2 separate regions of the Anser cygnoides genome follow, and region 2 is linked to region 1. A link is a contact called in public Hi-C data. All regions are on one chromosome and are shown on one strand. The core of a region is the stretch at or near the end of the contact, and the rest is flanking DNA. Distances in the headings are between cores, read along the strand shown. Region 1 overlaps LOC106036658 (a long non-coding RNA gene). Region 2 holds the start of USP34 (ubiquitin specific peptidase 34).

What was found. A called contact is a pair of places that touch in the nucleus more often than the background predicts.
Region 2: a contact with region 1 is called in a Hi-C map of liver, with 4 times the contacts expected there. The contact joins the promoter of USP34 here to the enhancer-like site in region 1. A contact is called at or near these places in 4 of 7 Hi-C or Micro-C datasets (granulosa cells and liver).

What each region holds. Positions count from the first base shown.
Region 1 is chr3:6,821,380-6,824,079 of Taihu_goose_T2T_genome, reverse strand. It overlaps LOC106036658 (a long non-coding RNA gene), which reads right to left. Exons shown (of 3, transcript XR_001207510.3): 2 at 1,646-1,719. Among named protein-coding and RNA genes, the nearest start is that of XPO1, 30 kb to the left of the region's middle. Within about 2 kb of position 1,314, at least 3 of the 3 cell types and tissues checked have open chromatin away from gene starts, as enhancers often do. A contact at or near this core is called in liver, where this site is marked.
Region 2 is chr3:6,898,078-6,900,777 of Taihu_goose_T2T_genome, reverse strand. It overlaps USP34 (ubiquitin specific peptidase 34), which reads right to left and starts at 1,271. Exons shown (of 80, transcript XM_066995343.1): 1 at 979-1,271. The coding sequence starts at 1,021.

The sequences.
Region 1 (2,700 bases), core at 65-2,564:
CTAGCATGATGAAGACCAGCAGAAAGCTATGAAGAGCTGAGTACAATGAATCTTAATACCTTCTATCATTCAGTCATGAGGTTAAGACAAGTTAAATAACCTTTGGAAGAAGATAGGAGAGTATTGGTGATAATCTAAGAATCATAGAAATTAGTATCAGTGAGGAAAAACATGCTAAAGGCATGGAATCAGCTGTGACTACTAGAGGCAAGCCTTCCTGTCCCACCAAAGAGAAATTTCATTTAGTATTTTTTGTCTTCTTCCATGTTGACTGTACAGCCCCACTTTGAGTATCAGTACAGAAAGGTGATCCCAAGCTCCTCCTTGAGCCTTGAATGGCTTCTGCTGCTGCTCATACAGCTAAGTCTTTCATGTACCTGATGTGGCATCCCCCTTCCCTTCCCAGGACAGCAGGGAGTGGGCAGCTGGCTTCTAAAGCCCAGCAAAGTTTGAGTCAGGCTTCGCTCTGCTCCTGTGATTCATAGTCTTGAGCTGGAAGCTAAAAGAAGCCTAGCGCCGGGTAAGGCACTTTGAGAAAGGCTCATTACGTTACAAGGTGAGAGAAAGCAGTAGAGGATGACAGAAATGTCCAGAGCAGCCATCTGTTTCTCTTGCACTGGACTTGAGAGCCAAGCATGGGGCAGGGTATGCATGGTGTAGGCAGCCATGTGGTTCCCGTGGCTCTGCCCCCCTTCGGCTCCTCCTCTGCGGTGGGGCTGGTAGCACGGGTGCAGCTGGCTCCTGGCCCTGGGGGCTGACAGGGTAGGTGGTGGGAGCCGGGTTTTCCACGTAAGAGCAAGTTTGGTGGTAGGACGGACAGAAGAGAGAAGTATGTGCATCCTTCATTACAAATTTGTCACCGAACATTTGTGCATGGTGGGTACTTAAATCCACACAGCTTCTTCTTCTCTTTGTATTTATTTATTTATTTATTTTTATTTTTTTAAGACATTTTTACTTCTTGCAGTAGAGGGCTCTGCATTTAGGGCCATAATTCACAAGATCAGCACAGGTCCACATGTGCTGATTAGGTAAGAGATTTGACTGAAAAGAGACGTGTTCAGTGTGCTCTGTGGTCATGACAAAACAACTGGCAGAGAGCCTGATTCTCCTTGCTTTATGATAACTGCAAGGCAAACTTCACTGGAAACAAAATCAGTCTCGTGTATTTGTAGCAGGGACAGCGTAGCATATCGTCTCGCTTCCGGATTGCATCTGCTGTTTAAATTCTTTCCCTTACTTTTTGTCTCATCGACTCTCCTCCTCCTTGTCCCCCCAGCTTTAACCTTGCCCAGGGAGCACGGAGGGCTGCTGGAATGCACATAAACACTGCACAAAGGCAGGGCCGTGCTGCCGAAAGGTCAGGCCAGCCTGGCGGCACACAATGAGGTGCAGTGGAAATTTACAGCCCGTAGCTGGGTTGAGGATCGCTCCTCCTGCAAGAAATGCCCCACTCATTCAGAAATGTGATACTTGCTGGAGAGATTCAGTGTAGAAAAGCCTGTGAGTCCTAGCTGTTTCTCTGGAAAGCGCTGTTGCAAAGGCCCGTTTCCATATTGAGAGGAGGAGAGTTTGGGGTCATCTGTGACACACTTATGATAAGGGAAATTTGTTTTAATCACTCTAATCTAAACCTGCTACTTACAGTGTCAGATTCTGCAATGCTGTTTTACCAGGACTTGTTCCATGTAGATTACCATGGTCTTAAGCATGATAGCTCTGCAGAAAAACGATAGCAAGTGTGACTCAGAGAAAAGCGATCTGCAGAAATCGGAATGCGCTTCACTCGGAATTGAGTTCAGGAGCTGTTGTCTGTTACTGTGTTGTATCAGAGCACGCACACACAGTTATGCAATAATATCTGCTTGTAGCTATTCGGGTTTCAGAGGGATGTGGAGCAGTAACCACTGGTAAATGCTAAAGTGATTTTTTCATTCATCCACAAGAAAGAGCTGTCTATCAAATAACTTAATTTGCTAAGCATAATATGGAATTTATTTATCTTTCCCCTTACACTAGCTGCTTTTAGTAGGGACTCTCTCTATGCTTTTGCATTTATTTTTACATGACATTCTCGTTACTATCAAAAGATCTGGGTGAAGGGTCATGACAACAGTCCAGCTATTTATCACAGTTTTTCTGTAAACAGACCAGTGAATTGTTTGGCCAGCATGAGGTAATAATTCCCCATTGCATTTTGAATGAATGTGCTACAGATACAAACAGGTTTCATTAACTAGTGTGAACCTCCAAAATGGAAAGGAAGTATAGGAAGAAGAACCTCGTGATGTTCATGTTACAATTATAGCTGGAGCTGGGGGGGTCATGCAGCATGTGTTGGGTCTGGCTTTTTGGAAAGGATAGATTTCTCCTTCTCATAAACTGAACGTTGTTGCTTATGTTTCAATAGTGCTTGAAGACTGAGCTCTCATTCTGGCAGGTGCTGCCTAGAGTGAAGTGCCCGTGGTAGACATACTATGAAAGTAAGTGCCATTATTCTCCTTGCAACAAAAAGCCTGTAGTTTGAATTTACAAGGCATGGTGTCCTTATTGTTCCCATTTTGAGGAGATGAGGAATGAAGGGTCAGACATATCAAATGACTTAATCAGCATCATGAGGGATTCTGGTAGAATCAGGCTCTGGCCTTTTTTCTTTTAAGCTGCAAGACCCTCTGGTTCCCTGCCAGTCTTCTCTTATTT
Region 2 (2,700 bases), core at 22-2,521, 77 kb before region 1:
CCAGGAAAATGTTTACGTTTAAGATTTCAGATACCTAAAGTTGCCACTAATCACCAACTTGAAGAGGTAAGTTGATTAAATCCCTCGGCATCTCCCAGAAATATATTTTTGGGGTCTTTGTTCAGGAAGCAGCTCCCCAAGACGGCCCAGGAAGGGAGGAAGGTGCCCCGCAGCCCGCGGAGCACCGCGAGCAGGTTCCAGGGGACACGCGAGGCCTACTGCAGGGGGGGGCGAGGGGATTTCGTGCCCCAAACGAGACGGGGATCGCCGGGGGGCTACCTGCTGTGCCACCCCCAGGCCCTGCCCGCTCTTCAGCCAGCACCTGTGCAGGGGGAAACTTCGGGGGGAAGCAGGAGAGCACCCCCGAGGCGGAGCCCCCAGGATCTCCTTCCCCCGCCGAGCCCGGCCGCTCTCCTCAGGGCGCCGGCTCCCTCACAGGCGGTGGCGAAGCGGCGCCCACCGCCGCGTCCCTTCCCCTCGGCCTCGCGGCTCACGGCGGGCTGCCGAGGGCAGGCACGAGCCCTCGGAGCCGGCTTTAAAAGGCGGCCGGCCCAGGCCCGGCCTCCAGCTGCTGAGCAGCCCCCGGAGCGGCTCGCGGGCAGCTCCCCAACGAGCCGGAGCCAGCTAGGCCCCGCTGCGGCTGCCGGCGGCGGGCTCCGTCCCCGCCCGGCCCCACACGCACACACCTGGGGGGGCTCCTCGGCCAAACGGGGGGGATGCGGGGGCACGGGGACAGGCCTCGGGGAGGAGGGCAAGGCGGGGGGGGGGGGGGGCAGCCGCGGAGCGGGCAGGTTTCCCCTTCGGCGGCCACCCCGCGGCCGGGAGGCCCGAGCCTGGCGGCGAGGAGGAGGAGGAGGAAGGGCGGGAGGAAGGAGGCGAAGCGGGGCCGTAAGCCAGCCCCTGCGGGGGCCGCGGGGTCCCGGGCCGGGCCGGGGAGCGCCGGGGGGGAGGGTAGCAGGGGAGGGCGGCCGCACTTACTCTCATTTAACACCTCCAGCAGCTCGGCGCAGCTCTCACACATTGTTCATTAACAGCAGCAGCCGCCGCCGCCGCCTCCTCCCGACCATTGATTGATCCGCTCGGTGCTGCTGATTGATGATTGATGGGGGCCGGGGCGGGGGTCAGCCGGGGGGAGGGGAGGGAGGGGGCGGGAAGGGAAGGGCAGGGCAGGGCAGGGACGGGCAGGGAGAGGGGGGAGAGGCCGGGGCTGGTCTGGGATCGGGGAGGGGGGGATGGGGCGGCTGATCAATGCAAATGAGCCTGTGGCGGCGGCGGCGGCGGGGAGGAGAAGCCGAGTCACTCACTGGCTCCCAGTGGCTCCACGCGCCGCCATTTTGCTGAGGGGGAAGGAGGAGGAGGGGACGGCGGCGAGGGGGGGACGGGGCGCTCGGGCTCAGCTCGGCAGTTTCCGACCAGGCAGCGGGAGAAGGCGGCCAGGTCCCTCCTCCCGTCCCTCTCGCCCCGCCTTCCCCCCCCCGAGCCGAGGAGGAGGAGGAGGAGGAAGGGGCCGGGCCGGCAGCCGAGGCCGCCGGGCTAAAATGGCGGCGGCGGTTGCGGGACCTCGCGCGCCTCGGGTAGGGCGGGAAGCGCCGAGCCCTGCCCGCCTCCCGTGAGGGGGGAGCTAGGCCTCGCTGCCCCGCCGCTCCGGGCAGCCTCTGCTGAGCCACCCGGGCTCGCTCTGTGCTCCCTCGCCGTAATTAAACTCTTGAGCCAAGCTGGAGGCTGCTTCTTCGGCCCGGGCGGGAGGAGAGCGGCCGCGGCCCTTCGGGACCTCCGGCCTGAAGGGAGCGCTTACCGCGTCGCGCCGGGCTCCAGCGAGCGCTTTGTCGGCACGCTGCGACGCGAGAAGGCTTCCTATTGCCAGGAGGTCTCTCGTCTTTTACGTGTTACTGGCGTCTTCCTCTAGCGGGGCGCGGGAAGGAAGGAAGGCGCGGCGGCCATCTCCTTCCCGCCCAGCCCTGCTGAGGGGAGCCCGAGCGGCGGCTGCTGAGGTGACTGCCGGGAGGCGCCTGGGGGCTCTTCCGAGCCCGGCATCCCGAAAATAAAATACTTGAAGTGCTACGGTATTGTTACGTGCAAATAACTGCATTTTTTTTTTACCTCCTGTGTGGCGGAGTTCTTGATCCTGCTGAAAGGGGTTTGCTACATTGGTAGACTGCGTGATAGATGCCTAATGTCAAGTGCCACTTCTGTAAATAGTTGAAAATACCCCCATTTTCGTGAAAAGGTCTTAAAAAATCCTATAACTTAAGTTCTTTATTATTTTTCTAAACAAAGTTGCACAATTTATGCCGATTACAACTACAATTTAACTGTCTACCAGGCGCACTTTGAATTGCTGCTTCAGACCTCTGGAAGACAATTGTTCGAGCAGCAGTTTCCTGTACAAAAAAAGCTTTTTTTTTTTTTTTTAAACCCATGAAATCGTGCACACGCGCGTTTTCGTTCTCGTCTTCCCGAATCCATGCAATTTGAACATGCATCACGTTATATACCTTGGCTGGTCGTTCTCCGCTAAGCAGGCGCTCCTATAGTATTTCGTAGTGGTTTTTATTTGTGTAGTACCACCCAGCGGTGAGTTACTGCATTACTCTGAGTGATGCTACTTCACTGACTCGTACATAGGATTAAGGAAACAAATCTATTAATAGCTGCAATGCAGATGCGGTATGGTTTAGTAGACAGTAAAATAAATCAAAA